3 separate regions of the Mus musculus genome follow, and all the other regions are linked to region 3. The links are chromatin contacts, called in public promoter capture Hi-C maps. All regions are on one chromosome and are shown on one strand. The core of a region is the stretch at or near the end of the contact, and the rest is flanking DNA. Distances in the headings are between cores, read along the strand shown.

What was found. Promoter capture Hi-C pulls out the DNA fragments that hold promoters and counts their contacts.
Region 1: a contact with region 3 is called in a promoter capture Hi-C map of hippocampal neurons, with 7 times the contacts expected there. The contact joins the enhancer-like site here to the promoter of Mapk10 in region 3. A contact is called at or near these places in 1 of 39 promoter capture datasets (hippocampal neurons), 1 of 484 Hi-C or Micro-C datasets (cerebral cortex) and 3 of 115 datasets of contacts at active chromatin or transcription factors (astrocytes, embryonic forebrain and forebrain).
Region 2: a contact with region 3 is called in a promoter capture Hi-C map of liver, with 3 times the contacts expected there. The contact joins the enhancer-like site here to the promoter of Mapk10 in region 3. A contact is called at or near these places in 5 of 39 promoter capture datasets (cranial neural crest, frontonasal cranial neural crest, liver and 1 more), 1 of 484 Hi-C or Micro-C datasets (cerebral cortex), 3 of 115 datasets of contacts at active chromatin or transcription factors (embryonic basal ganglia, forebrain and neural tube) and 1 of 9 other capture datasets (adipose tissue).

The regions. Positions count from the first base shown.
Region 1 is chr5:102,952,181-102,955,209 of GRCm38.p6, reverse strand. The region is part of intron 11 of Mapk10 (mitogen-activated protein kinase 10); the gene reads left to right. Among named protein-coding and RNA genes, the nearest start is that of Mapk10, 260 kb to the left of the region's middle. Within about 2 kb of position 1,584, at least 11 of the 459 cell types and tissues checked have an H3K27ac peak or open chromatin away from gene starts, as enhancers often do. A contact at or near this core is called in hippocampal neurons, where this site is marked.
Region 2 is chr5:103,673,226-103,675,963 of GRCm38.p6, reverse strand. No RefSeq gene overlaps it. Among named protein-coding and RNA genes, the nearest start is that of Gm25721, 16 kb to the right of the region's middle. Within about 2 kb of position 1,258, at least 9 of the 459 cell types and tissues checked have an H3K27ac peak or open chromatin away from gene starts, as enhancers often do.
Region 3 is chr5:103,209,951-103,212,724 of GRCm38.p6, reverse strand. Mapk10 (mitogen-activated protein kinase 10) reads left to right here and starts at 1,391. Exons shown (of 14, transcript NM_001081567.2): 1 at 1,391-1,835.

The sequences.
Region 1 (3,029 bases), core at 335-2,834, 260 kb after region 3:
AAGGGGGAGTGGGTGGGTAGGGGATTGGGGGGGTGGGTATGGGGGACTTTTGGGATAGCATTGGAAATGTAAATGAGGAAAATACCTAATAAAAAAAATTAAAAAAAAAAAGGAAACACTTCCCAGAAGATTTCACTTCGGTGATGCTGGTGTCTTCTCAATTACTGCTAGTTTCCTAGCTCCAGCTGAACAGCTTCAGTTGTCTCAATAACCAGCACTAGTCTCTTGTTATGGCTGACTCTTGAGCCCTGGCTAACCAGAAAAGCAGAATCTCGATTCAAAATAACAAATGGCCTCATAGAGTCTTTAAACTTCCCTCTGAAACTTTACCAGCCAGGCCTCCATCTTCTGCACTGCTCTCTTCTAATCTTCCACAGAAATATCGCTGAGATTTCAACACTTAGTGGCTTTTCTAGTTCCAAGTTCCAAAGTCTTCCCACAATTCCCCCCAAGACATGTCCAGCTCTATCATGACAATATGAACTATGCTGGCACCAACATGCCTTAGTGAGACTTTCTATTGCCGTGACAATACACCATGACCAACAAGCAAGTTGGGAAGGAAAGGGTTTATTCACTTTATAGTTCCACAGCACTGTTCATCATTGAAGGAAGCTAACAGAGGAACTCACACGGGGCAGCAACCGGAGGGAGGAGCTGATGCAGAGGCCATGGAAGGTGCTGCTTACTGGCTTGCTCCCTATGGCTTGTCAGCCTGCTTTCTTATACAGCCCAGGACCACAGCCCAGGGATGCCACAACTCACAATGGGCTGGGCCCTCCACTTTCAATCACTAATTGAGAAAATAACTCACAGTCTGATCTTATAGAAGCATCTTCACTGAGGTTCCCTCCCTTCAGATAATTCTACTTTGTGTGTCAAGTTGACACAAGCCTGGCCAGCCCAGACAATTATTTCTTTCTTAAAGTTTTATATGTGCACCCAATCTTCTAACGTTGAAAAAAATATTTGTTTTTCTTTAGCACCTTTGAATCATATTTATTACTTTGAATCTAAGTTTGCAAAACGCACACTGAGTTTTTCTATATATTTTCAACTAAACATACCACTACATGTAACAAAGCCAATCAAAGTGGCTCATTTATGAAGGGCAAGGGCCCACTTGAAGCTTTCAAGAAGAGAATTAATTTCAGGAAGATTTCTCCAATTGTTTTTTTTTTGGAATCTTATGGAAATTAGATTAAAATTGTCCCCCTTGTATTCACAAGTAGATCAAAACACCTCCAATTCAGACTGATGGGGGGAATAACTTCCTGAGTTAGTTGACTGCCAGGTGTTCAGTTTCATAGTTTATTATCATAATTGTTATAAGTTTGAAAATCAGTCTGATAACTGCTATAGCAGTTTGTGAGTGAGTTACAGACTGCTTTGTTTTTAGAAGACAGACAACGGCACTGCTAAAGGAGCAGAAAGATCTTGATTTTCTTCTCTCCTCTTTGCATCACTTAAATTCCGGTTTTTCAGACTAAATGTTCCTAAGAATTTTTCTAAGTATGCTTTGTCCTGATCTCTCGGAGCTTGTAAACCGGCTACATCTCTCTCAGCTGTTCCCACCATCTGTCCCAACACAAGGCCCACCTCATGTGATTTCTTATTACGGAGTACAGCGTGCTGTGAAAAACTCAGAGAGCAGCAACATGGCGAGATGAATTTGAGGACCAGTTTGGTGCCATCTATCTGTTGAAGAAGACCCGTTTAGTGCAGACTGGAACCCTGAGTATACATACTTAAAATGGATACACACTTAGAATTAAGTGGGAAGACACAGGAGCTACAAGGAATGCGAGTTTAATTACATGTTTAATTATAGAAAGAGCACTTCATAGTCTGTAGCTCTCATTTACTTGGTAGAAGGTAAATCAATGGCTGTGATTCCTAATATTTGCACTTTGCAGATTTTAAAAAAATTTCCATCTGTTCATGCTGACGTAGCCTTTCAGCAACAAAATGTGAGCAATTTACTAATTGCCTTTTAGAGAAAATAAAACTTCACCACATGCTGTATTCCCAAGGTCTGGTTGTTCAGGCGAAGGTGTCTTTGAATCACATTCTGGTTGTTTTGATATTGTTGCATGACATCACCAGGGACTTGTCACAGTGTGTGTTGTAAGCAGATGTAGCCACCTGCTTTCAGGGCCTCCTTACCCTCCCTGATTTGTGAAAGGAGTGTGCCCTTCACTCTTAGTTGAATTAGCCCTCACTTTAGAAAATGGTTCCATGAAAGAGCAAGGTTCATCTTGATTTCAATTCGTTGGCATATATAGAATCTGCTGAGCAGGTGAGAAAATGACACGGTGGAATGGTTCATCCTCAAAGGCACACCTGCGTTGGATACAAAGATACCCGCGAGAAGAGTCTATGCTTGGGCTTTCCGCAACGCCCACATGGTAATCATTATTTGTAAGCTCTGGATTGAGCAGCCACATAGCTGTGAGTTACAAGATGAATGCTTATCTGTAGAAATCCTAAATAGTTTTGCTATTTGAAGCATTTTCTTTGGCTCGTTTCTCTCAGGTTCAGTGCAGTTTTGCTGAACGATGAAAATGTAAATATGATACCTTTCATTAAAAAATACCTGTGTACACATTCCTATCCCATGGTATTCCCCAGGACTAATGCTCACTGTGTCCCATGCTCACCAATATTGTCAAGCCCAATCTACACAAATTGGAAGACAGTTCCCAGCTCTTAGGAGTGTGCAACCCAGCACTAAGCTTTCTTACTGTGCAATGGTTCCTTGCATGAACTGAGAGCCTTTGAAAATTATTCTGGGGTCAGATGTGTAGTCATGGACCTATGACTTTCTGGGCATACAGTTTATAATCTTCACAGGATTTTTGGAGTGACTTTACCACAAACCTAGTTATTATTCTTTATTTAGTTTTATTTTTGATGTGCTTGGGGTCTTTTCTATGCACTTTACCACTGAGATGCATCCTCAGACTCCAGATTTAGTTGTGAAAAAGCAATGAACCAGTAGAGAAAGCTTATTTTAGCAAACCCCCAAA
Region 2 (2,738 bases), core at 9-2,508, 460 kb before region 3:
GAACCTGCCTGCTCAAGATTTTTGAGCAAGCACTTTAAAAATTATTATTATTTTTTAAATTTATTTATTATTATATCTAAGTACACTGTAGCTGTCTTCAGATGAACCAGAAGAGGGCGTCAGATCTCATTACGGATGGTTGTGAGCCACCATGTGGTTGCTAGGATTTGAACTCAGGACCTTCGGAAGAGTAGTCGGTGTTCTTAACCATTGAGCCCAGCCCTAAAAATCATTTTTTTAAAAAAAGATTTATTTATTTATTATATGTAAGTACACTGTAGCTGTCTTCAGACACTCCAGAAGAGGGCGTCAGATCTCGTTACGGATGGTTGTGAGCCACCATGTGGTTGCTGGGATTTGAACTTCGGACCTTCGGAAGAGCAGTCGGGTGCTCTTACCCACTGAGCCATCTCACCAGCCCCTAAAAATCATTTTTAATGTTATGTTTCATATGCTGTTTTGCCTGCATGTCTGTATATGCACCATGTGTAAGCTTGGTATCTGCAGAAGTCAGACGTCATTAGATCCCTGGGAATTGGAGTTCCAGAGGGTGTGTGCCACCATGTGTGGTACTGGGAACCAAACCGGGGTCGTCTGAAAAGGCAACAAGTTCTCTTAACCATGGAACCACCCCTTGGTCCTTGGACAAATATTTAAAACTATAGTAAAGACCTCTGTGAGTTCAAGGCCAACCTTGTGAGTTCTAAGACAGTCAGGCTGATGTAGAGAAAGCCTGTCTCAAAAATAAATAAGTAAATAAATAAATAAAATAAGATTTTAAGGAAGTTGATAAATTTTCACGGGAGGGGAAAGCCCCTAAATAGCTAAGTCAATGTTGGAAACTGGAATAAAAAGTGGCTTACATTGCAAATAAATAAGTATTGAATGTCGTTGGCACAAGAATATTAGATAAATGGGGAGCTGGCAGCCATATGGAAATAGTAAAACATCATGAGTAACATCATCCCTAACATCATGTATAACGTTAGACACACGGAATGACTTAAATGTATAAATGTGAACAACAAAACACAAAACAGTCATACCTCCCTACCCTGAGGATTGGTTTCAGGAGCCCCACCCCAGAAGGGACTCCATGGATACTCAGATCATATATAAAATGGTCTAGTGTTTGCATTCACCTTACACACATCCTCTTGTATACTTTAGGTTGTCTGTAGGTTACTATAAGACTAATATATACTGCAGGGGTTTGGAAATGATTTGAGGGCTGGTTTCAATCAGCAACAGGCACGGGAAAGCGTCTGAACGTTCAGTTCAGTATGGATGTTAATCACCCTCACCACAGGGAGCTTTAGCTCCGTTCTGTTTGGGGGCTGGGCATTCTGGTAAGTGAATCCTACTGTTGATCTACATCTGGAATCTACATCTGGAATATATACCCCAGACATCCGTTTATTTATTCATTATTTTATTTTATTTTATTTTATTTTGAGACAGGGTTTCTCTATATAGCCCTCGCTATCCTGGAACTCACTCTGTTGACCAGGCTGGCCTCAAACTCAGAAATCCACCTGCCTCTGCCTCCTAAGTGCTGGGATTAAAGGCATGCACCACCACTGCCTGGCTATTCATTTATTTTTGATACTGGGTCCCACTAGCCCTTGCTAGCCTGGACTTCAGTATGTTGACCAGGCTGCCTTCAAACTCACGGTGGTGTTGAACTGCTGGTCCCAGGCTTCTACCTCCCATGTGTTGAGGTCACACCTGAGCCGCCGTGCCTTGCTCAAGTTCTATTTTTCAAACCAGGGCCAGGTAAGAATGTCTTAAACCCAGAAAAGTCCAACTGAAAAGCAAAACACTGAGGAAAATTACAGATTAAAGACTTCTTGCTGTCTCAGATCGTACCAGGCAAGTTAAACAAGGCAGACCAGAGAAGGAATAAATTGTCCAGGTGAAAGCAGAGGGAACCTCCCTCCTCCACTCCCTCCCAGGACCTCGGACTCCCTCAGAAGCCAGCATGGACTCTGCCTGGCCACTGAGCTGGAAGGAGCCTTGGGTTTGTGTTGTGGGTCATGCTGCCCACCTTGTGCTGGTGCCTCTCCCGTTCCCGCTGCCTGGTTCATGTTTGCAAACATACCCAGAGCTGCAGCAAACAGCTCTTTTACAAAGCAGACACAGATGAAATACCAACCAGCTATACAGCAAGCTCAAGGCCAGCCTGGCCTACATGAGACCTTGACCCCCAAAAAGAAGGCTGAATCACTCTCTGACAATGTGGTGAGAGGTTAGGATAGTGGTGCAAGATTATGGAGGTTTTTTTTTGTGTGCATTCACGTGCATATACAAATTTGTAGATAAGGAGACAAAGACTGAAGTTGAATATTTTATTGTTTGTTTTGAGGTGAAAATTCTGGAATTTGGGTTTCTGTAAAGATTTATTTATTTATTATATGTAAGTACACTGTAGCTGTCTTCAGACACACCAGAAGAGGGCATCAGATCCCATTACAGATGGTTGTGAGCCACCATGTGGTTACTGCGATTTGAACTCAGGACCTCTGGAAGGGCAGTCAGTGCTCTTAACCACTGAACCATCTTTCCAGCCCATAGTATAAGAACATGTTTTTGTTCTAATCCCAGGTGTGGGGATATGGGGCTGCTTTGCAGCAGCTGACCATCATTTTCCTTATGCTCTACCAGAGGCATGGTTTTGCCAGCTGCAGATAGTTTCTGTGATCATATGACATTTGGAGTTCTGGGAACTTTTCAGAAGG
Region 3 (2,774 bases), core at 142-2,641:
AGAAGCTGTCTACTGTGAAGTTGCTTGGCTGTTCATCCATAGTTTATACCAGGCAGTCATAATGTATAAGTAGACCCAAGTGGAGAGTAAAAATTAGCAGTCAGCTACTGGTTCTCATGGGACTTGAATTCAGAACACAGAAACAACCAACAACATGTTGGGAGTTGTAGAGCGAGAGCTCACACAACTTTTCCTTTCTGGGCTTTCTTCTCGGGTAAAACATCTCGGGGACTGAAAACTCGATGTGGTCCCTCAGGATCTCATGATGCATCGCAGGGTCCGCCATCTCTGCTGGCTTTACACCTGTTTAACCTTACTCATAACCCTACGGCAGAGGGACAGGGGCTCCTCGCTCAAGTCAGTGGGCCAGTTCCAGAGCACGGTGTGAAAACATGAATTTTAGCATCACTTTGGTTCAATAGATGGAAACCCATCTAAAAGATGTTTGAGAAAAACCAGCATTGAATCTAATTGTGTAGCTTGAAAAGTCCAAAGACTAGGATTACTTTCAAAATATGTATTGAAATGATGCTATATGTGAAATAAGGTGAAAATTGTTTTGGTAAACATTTTAATAGTGAAAGTACTCTAGGGATCATTCCATCTATATCTATATCATCCATATCTATATCATCTATATCTATACACACACACACACACACACACACATATATACATGATTTAAAATTTCATATAGCAAAGTCAGAAAATTTGCTTAAAAATTAGATATGTAGTAAATTCAATTTGTATTAGTTTCCCATGGAATTTTCTGAAACCAGAAAAAGAATACCACAGTACCCTTAATTTATTAACTCAAATTGTCAGTAGTTTCTTTCTACCTTAAACTGCACTATAAATACCGGTCTAGCCAGTTTGCTTTAGCGGATATTTATGCAGGGTTTGTACAAAAATAGGGAGACTAAGAAGAAATGGGGTTGGACAAATGACCTCTATGGTCCAGACGCAGGTCCAATCTTGCATCTCTTCTGAGGTTGAATTCATCTCTTGTTTGTTTTCACATTCAGAGAGATGGTACACCTCTGCCTTCCTTCGCTGTTTGTAAAAAGCTGAGGTAGTTGAAAATCCGGGGTGACTGGCTTCCCAATGGCTGTTTGATCTGCCCTTGGTGCTGTGCAGAGCTGGAGCAGCAGGGAGGATGCTCTTTGGCTTCGTGCAGAATTCCACCCCCCCTACCACCCCCACCACCCCCCCCCCCCCGCACGCTGAATTCGCATATTTTGGTTGCCAAGTTCCGAAGCCTGCTTCTCATTTTGCCAGAAAACGAGGTAGCTGTAGCCACAGATAGACTTTTTCCTTTTTCTCTTTCCTCCTCCTACCCCTCCCTAGACCTCTCTGGGCTTTGACGTCATGTGTGCTCCTTTCAGTTGCCATAGCAACCCCATTCCCCAAGCCCTCTGTCCGTCTCCTCTGGTAGGTTCCACAATGGTACAGGCAGCCTCCCGCTGCACAATGGTTTCCAGGCAGTGAGAGGGTGATTCAGCAAGCCGCTCTCTCTTCTCTTAAGCCTCCTCGTCGTCTCAGTTTATTTTTATGGGGGGTGGGTGGTGCTTCTTATATGCTTACCCTTTTTTTTTTCTATTTTCATTTTTACAAATTTCCTTTTTCCTCCTCACTCCTCAATTACTAGGGGCTTGAGTGAGCTAAAGATTGGGTCTTCTTGGAAATCACCTGTCTGTTATTATTTTTAAACAATCGCTACACCTCCAAAGACTCTGCTCCTTACTCCGGTTTGGAATGTGGCTAATGACTACCCAGTAGGGAGGATTTCTGGGGCAAACAGCCGGACCAGGATCCTAGTTCTCAGGCACGGAATGGTAGGTGGCTCCTTGCTCATTCTGGGTTCTAACCTGGTTTGGGAGGGTGGATGATATCTGTCATCGTTCCTGGTGGAATGGGAGAGAGCATGAGAAAGTAGGAAGTGATGGTGTTGGAGAGCCGGTTTAATCAAGTGTACTATCTGTGAGGCAGAAAACTGGTGTTTCTCTCTGGGCAAAGCATCTCTTCTCAGATGGAGGCTAAAATCTTTCTGTTTGGAGTGAAGAATTCTAGAAGGTGGGACAGACCATTATTGTTATGACTTGGCAGAGTAAGAGAAACACACACGAGGGGGGTAAGGGGGGAGAGGAAAGAGAGAGAAAGAGAGAGAGAGAGAGAGAGAGAGGAGAGAGAGAGAGAGAGAGAGGAGTCTGGATCTCACTTTAACTGAGAAATGCTATGGGTCTCATAAAACATTCAAAAATGTTATTAGTAAACATAAATGTTTATTTCCAGACCGGTTTAACTTTAAATATTCTAGAATACATTCTTGCAGTTTAGAGGTATTTACCAAAATATTAGAAACTATGTTCCTCTTGTAGAAAGACCCTGAGCTAAATTTGGGCTGCAGACAGGAACACAGGACAGGGAACAGACCAGGGAAAGGAGCAAACACCGGCGGCACCGCAGCCACCCAGGTGAAGGTCCCTTTAAGAAAGTGATCTCTCAGTCACAGCAGGCAGCATTTTTCTATGGCAAGGTTCCCAGGTATTCAGTGCTGAGATACTGTGTCCCCTAGAAATGTCAGAGCATTTTCAGAAAGAAAAAAAAAAGCTGTCATTGGAAAGGAGCTTGATGATACAGTTATCAGAATTTATGTGTTTGTGCTTCAGAGAATAAGAGTGCTTTATTTGAAAAACCTCCAAGTAAATCAGGTTATGGATATTTCAAGGAAAAAAATACATATCCTTTTCCTTCCGACATTTAAATAGAAGGAC